2 separate regions of the Cricetulus griseus genome follow, and region 1 is linked to region 2. The links are chromatin contacts, called in public Hi-C maps. All regions are on one chromosome and are shown on one strand. Each heading gives the region's core, a stretch centred on a gene start, on an enhancer-like site or on the middle of the called end of the contact. The rest is flanking DNA. Distances are from core to core; before and after follow the strand shown. Region 1 holds the start of Apmap (adipocyte plasma membrane-associated protein). Region 2 has its middle 3.1 kb from the start of Entpd6.

Region 1 (2,700 bases), core at 82-2,581, 140 kb before region 2:
AAGGAAGTAGTCCCCACAGAAAACTAAAGAAAAAATATAATTAAATATGTCCCTTTGCCTGGGGATCAGAAGTGTCACAGCAGCTGTTCTAAATGTTGGGCCCATCTACCAAGGGTCCCCATGTACAGGGTGCCCTGGCTTCAAAACACTGTACCTGAGTAGGGCCCTCAACTGCTCCATCCTTTTTCCTTCTTCTCCTAGTTTCTGCCGTTTTGCCTGTCCATCCTAAAGACTCACCAGCCACTAGTAATTACTTCACAATATCCACAATAAGCAGGGTGAACAATTTGTTCCAAATCTACCCACATTTAGCAAGGTGAGTCCTAGAAAAAGGGACCTCAAAGCAACCTAAAATGGCTGATCTCCCTAGTCAAGACCCATACTAGCACTTTCCTGTTCCTCAACAAACTCCTTTCCAAAGCCAAAGCATGTTTTATGTTCATCTTATTATCATAGTCAATAAAGCTCACCATCAGAAGCAAAAAACTGTCTGTCATCCAGTATGTACCACACTGCTAGTGACCAAGTAAATACTATCAATATTTCTAGCACATAAGTTAATTCCACAACTTGGAGGCTGATCTAAAATTTCAAAAAAAAAAAAGCCTGAAAAATGAATTTTAAATGTCTTATATTAGGGCTTAAGGAGCATGCTTAGCCTTTAGCTAATAAGAGCATTCTTAAATACTGTAAGAGTGGGGCCAAAAGGGGGGAAAACCCTTTAGAGAATTACTAATCGTCAGTAACTACTGTCCCTATCAGAAAAACTGCCAACAATGTCATGTCGGTTCTCTTCTCCGAGGTGAGGACTACAGACTGCACCTACAGTAGGTGCAGAAGAGGATCTTCGCAGGAGAGAGACCCCGCATCTTTTCTGACTCCCCTTCAAGGAAAGTGTCAGGCTGGGCAGTGGCCGGGCGGCTGTCCCAGGAGTAACAGAGGATCCAGCAAGGACAAGTCGGGAAGATGCCAGAAGGCGATGACTCCAGCGGCTGGGGTGCGAGGAGGGACAGGGAAGGCCGGCAGCAACGCGAGGGCGGACAGCCCGGGTGCGCGCGAGGCCTCGCCCCGCAGATGCCTCCTTTGGGTCAGAACCCCGGACCTCGGTCAAAGTGGGGCTAATGAAGAGGCTTCTCGTCCACGGAGAGGATGGTCCCCGTTCAGGTTCGGCCTACCTGCCCTCCTTGACCTCCGGGGCCTGGCCATCGTCCGTGACGACCTGCGGCCGCAGGGGCCGGCGCTGCCGCAGCCCATCTGCCTCGCTCATCTTGCAAACGAATGACTGGCGCCACCGCCTCCGCCGGAACTCAGCAGCACGGGTTCCAGAACCGCCCCACGCACACACACCCCGGCGCGCGGAAATGACGTGCGCCTAGCGGCTGAGATGCATGGGGGCCCCGCCCCTTTCGGGAGATTGGCACCGCGGCGTGTCACCACCCCCCCAGCCTTGGCGAACGGCCGCTGGAGAACGGTGAAGGTTCTCCTTCATCCCAAGCCTGGATGCTGAGGCCGCAGCCGGGGTCTCCCTCACGTCTGTGTGCTGGCCTTGATGTCTGCAGTAACACGCGTGAAAAGAGAGGATGCCACTGATTCTTCACCAACTGTGTGAAAAATGACGCGTCCATCCCCTTGGAGTGCAATAATCCCCACCTGAAAATCACTCTTTTCTGAAACGATTTCCGCAAAGGTTCAAAATGTTTCCTTTTGGTTAAGATCAGATGTTGACTACTAGATCTAAAAGTGGTTATACAACAGACATTTGAATTTCTAAAGGGAGTTATCTTTAAGTAAAGACAGGACCAAGCAGAAAAGACCGCTAATAACAAAACTCTAGGAATCATGAAGCAAGCAGCAGGTGGTGCGTCCACAGCATTACAACGAATCAAACATGCTCCAGCAGCCGAGGTGAGCACACCACAGATAAAGCCCCTCCTTTCTGGAACTAATGGGAGCCATGACTTCAATAAATGTAAATTGTAATACAGTGGTGGCTTTAAAGAAAGAAACTTGACCTTGTGGAAGCATTTGACCAGTGAAGGAATGGGATATGAGGGTAGGATTGGGAGGGAAAGGCAAGGAAGAGAAACCTTTCAGGCGGAAGACACAAAGTCCTGTCACTTTACGGCACTGGGAATGATCTCTAGGATACACGTGTTCAAACTGCAGCCACTAAAATTTTCTTGCTACACTTTGGAGGTTTTGCAAAAGCATACATGCCATTATCTTCAACACGAGATGGCGCTAGAATGCCACCCTAATGTTCTACTTTTCTTCTCGCTTGAGGGAAGTGGAGATTTCTTAACACCCAATTCTGTAGGGATCCCAGGTTATATAATTCAGGCCTTGACACCATTCTACTTGATTCCATCATTGAAGACAGACAGTATCATGGGTAATTTTAACAAATGTGTGATCTGGCACCTTCCTGCTTGCCTGGATAGCTTGCCATTTCTGATTCCATGTCTCTGACCTTGTCATATTTATTCTTATTTCCTTATGATACATTTTTCTTTCACCTCCACCTAAACCTTTTTTTATAATCCAGAATCTACTTCAAGTATCATTGCTGAAAATCTCTTCTTCAATCCCCAGAGCATCTTTCTCTCTGGGAAGCTCTTTGACCATTCCTGACCTGTCCCCAGAAGCCTATTACATCAGTTATGTGTAGCTCATGCCCAGTGTTAAATGAAAGCACATGGA
Region 2 (2,707 bases), core at 196-2,695:
GCAAAACAAGGCAAGGGTCCAATCAGCTGCTCGAGTGGCCATTTGCAATGGTTTCATGGGACTACTAGCGATTGCCAACCCTGCTTTCACACAGTGTCCTTGCACTCTGGCTAACACCCACCCGCTAAGTCCCAAGTGCCTTGACTTGACCATTAGAAATCCTTGCACACTCACTCGGGAGGCAAAGACAAGGAGATCTCTGTGAGTTCGAGGCCAGCGTCTACAGAGCGAGTTCCAGGACAGGCTTCAAAGCTACAGAGAAACCCTGTCTTGGAAAAAAAAAAAAAATCCTTGTTTCTAGGCTTTCCCAGCCGACACAGGGAAGTCCTTCAGGACCAGAATCAACGCCCCTGTACCTCAATCAATGTACAGATGCCATCACGCGGGCAGGCAGACGAGGAGCCCTGGTCTGATGGAAAAAGGACAACCAACTTGATGGACATTCAGACAGATGACCTAGGGGCATATATATCCTGGGTCTCACTGCAGTTAGGAGCTGGCAACCTGTGGCTTGTAGGAGAACATCAAAAACTATGATCAAGATAAAGGAGGTTTGATGGCACTGCATTCACTATCATGAATGCATATCTTATCACGTATTCCCTTGAAGGTAAAGGAGGAAGCAACTCGAACGTGGAGCGATCCAGGGGGAAAGCCTACAGAAGGACAGACAAGGTGATGGATGAGAGTGAAGGAACTCGTACACCAGTCAAGACGAGGTTCCGTTCTGCCACGTCGCGAGGACTTTTCAGAAGGAGCCAAGAAGCAACCAGATTCTGACTGATTGCCGGGTACCCTCTACCAGCAGAAGAAAAACACACCGGATGAGCACCTGGCTACTACGCGTGCGTACTGCAAGCACCGCGGCGCATGCGCATCGATGCCGTCCAGCCCACCTGGTGACGCGAAGTGCACGTAGGCGGGGACCGCTTCTCGGGCTCTGCTAGGTCGGGCTCCACGCGTAAAGGCTGTGTTGACGCGGAGCAGGACTGGAGAGCTGAGCCCTTGGTGGGTGGTCGCCCTCTGTCTCCGGGGACGTCACTGCCTCCGCCGAGGGGCTTGAGGGCGCCGTGCAGGGTAAGCGGGGCCAGCGGGGTGTGCTTGCCGGGATGACTGAGTGCGATGGGTCTCCCAAAGCGCGAGTGACAGAGTTCCCCGTGATGCGGGTTCAAGTGCCTGGCACCTCCCTGTGCCAGGCGGCAGCTCCTGGGGGGTGACCTCAGGGTCACTTGCGCTCCCGGTCCTTGCATTTTCGTTCCTCTGCGTGGTCCTTGCACGTTTCCACTACACGGTGGTACTCGGGCGGTGCTGTGAGCTACACTGCTGTAGGCCAAGCAGCAGGGGTCTCTGCCCGAGAGCAGCCCACTGCCCTGCGCCATCCATCCATTCATTCGGCCGCCCGGTGTGTGCTGACCCGCCCCTAGCGGAGCTAGGCCTAGGCCCCACCCCTCCTACGCTGCACAGTCCAGCTAGGGGGCTCAGGAAACTGAGGAAGTCCTGTGTTCAGAAGGTGGGGCCGATGGTGACCCAGAAAAGCCTGTCAGGGGTCGGGGTGGTTCTGCCTAAGTTGATGTGTGGCCACAGGTGCTTCAGGCTAAAGGAGGGAGAGGTCCTGATGTAGACACCCAGAATGTATATGGGTGGAGAATCCGAGGGAACGGGAGCAGCGGGAAGTAATTGGGCGGTTTTGAGGCTACACTGCTGAGTAGGTTACAGCAAACACAGCCCTTCACACACTGAATCTGTCCAAAGGAATCAGGCGCCTGAAAATACCTGGGCCTTTTATATCTCTCCAGGCACTTGTACCCCACGGTCGTGTGTGGTAAGCCATACATCCTACATCACAGGGAGTATAGCAAAGTCTTCATAGCCACAATAAGAACATCTCAGACACCCACGAAGGAGATTTTCCCAGGGAGAGGTAGATGAATGTGATTACAGGGGTTTTCTTGGGGCACTGCAGAGCCTTGGAGGGGGCTGAATAGCATTGAGGGGAGGTTTCCCTATCCCTGTTACCAGTGAATTAACAATGTAGCCCTTGAAAAATTCAGCAAGCATAATGGTAAGTCTAAAAAAATTGAGGGGTTTTCGTCCCTCTCCTTCTGCCCTGGGGAGGAGTGTAGGCTAATGTGGTGTGTATCTGAGCCCTTCTGGAGGCTCATAGATAGAACGTGAGAGGCACACAGCTCTTTGTATACTTAGTCTGAGGTAGGTACCCACCCACGGAGGCATGGCAGCAGCCTGCAAAAGACATTACAGGGCCATTCATGTATAGGGTTTATTCTTTTCTCCAAGAAAAGATTTTCTACAACTACCAGAAGAAATTGGTGGTACTTCGTTAGTGGTCTTTGTTTTGGGACACATATTTAGCGTGTGCAGCAGTCATTTGCAATCATGGCTTGGTTCCTGTACTTTAATGCATACCAGGAAAACTCTGGCTGCTGCCAGTTCAAATCAGAGGGAGCTTAGTTCTGAGATCATTCGTCCCCTCCTCCCCTCCTAATGCCACACCTGCTACGTTCTCTGACTCCAGTCTACCTGACAGGAAGTGAACCTCTCCAAGCCACCTGTTTGCCTCTGTGTGCCACTTCCTGTTCTGCTTATTTCCCACTTGGCTTTACTTCTGCCTGCTGCTTGCTTTTTTGTCTGTTTATTTATTTGTTTGTTTGTTTTTAAAACCCTGTTCTGTAACTAAGCTTGAGTTGTT

Evidence for each region. A called contact is a pair of places that touch in the nucleus more often than the background predicts.
Region 1: a contact with region 2 is called in a Hi-C map of liver, with 2.7 times the contacts expected there. The contact joins the promoter of Apmap here to the enhancer-like site in region 2. A contact is called at or near these places in 6 of 8 Hi-C or Micro-C datasets (the CHK-Q cell line, the CHL-YN cell line, the CHO-K1 cell line and 2 more).

Annotation. Positions count from the first base shown.
Region 1 is chr6:29,089,329-29,092,028 of CriGri-PICRH-1.0, reverse strand. Apmap (adipocyte plasma membrane-associated protein) reads right to left here and starts at 1,331. Exons shown (of 9, transcript XM_027421564.2): 1 at 1,176-1,331. The coding sequence starts at 1,267.
Region 2 is chr6:28,946,224-28,948,930 of CriGri-PICRH-1.0, reverse strand. No RefSeq gene overlaps it. Among named protein-coding and RNA genes, the nearest start is that of Entpd6, 3.1 kb to the right of the region's middle. Within about 2 kb of position 1,445, at least 1 of the 6 cell types and tissues checked has open chromatin away from gene starts, as enhancers often do.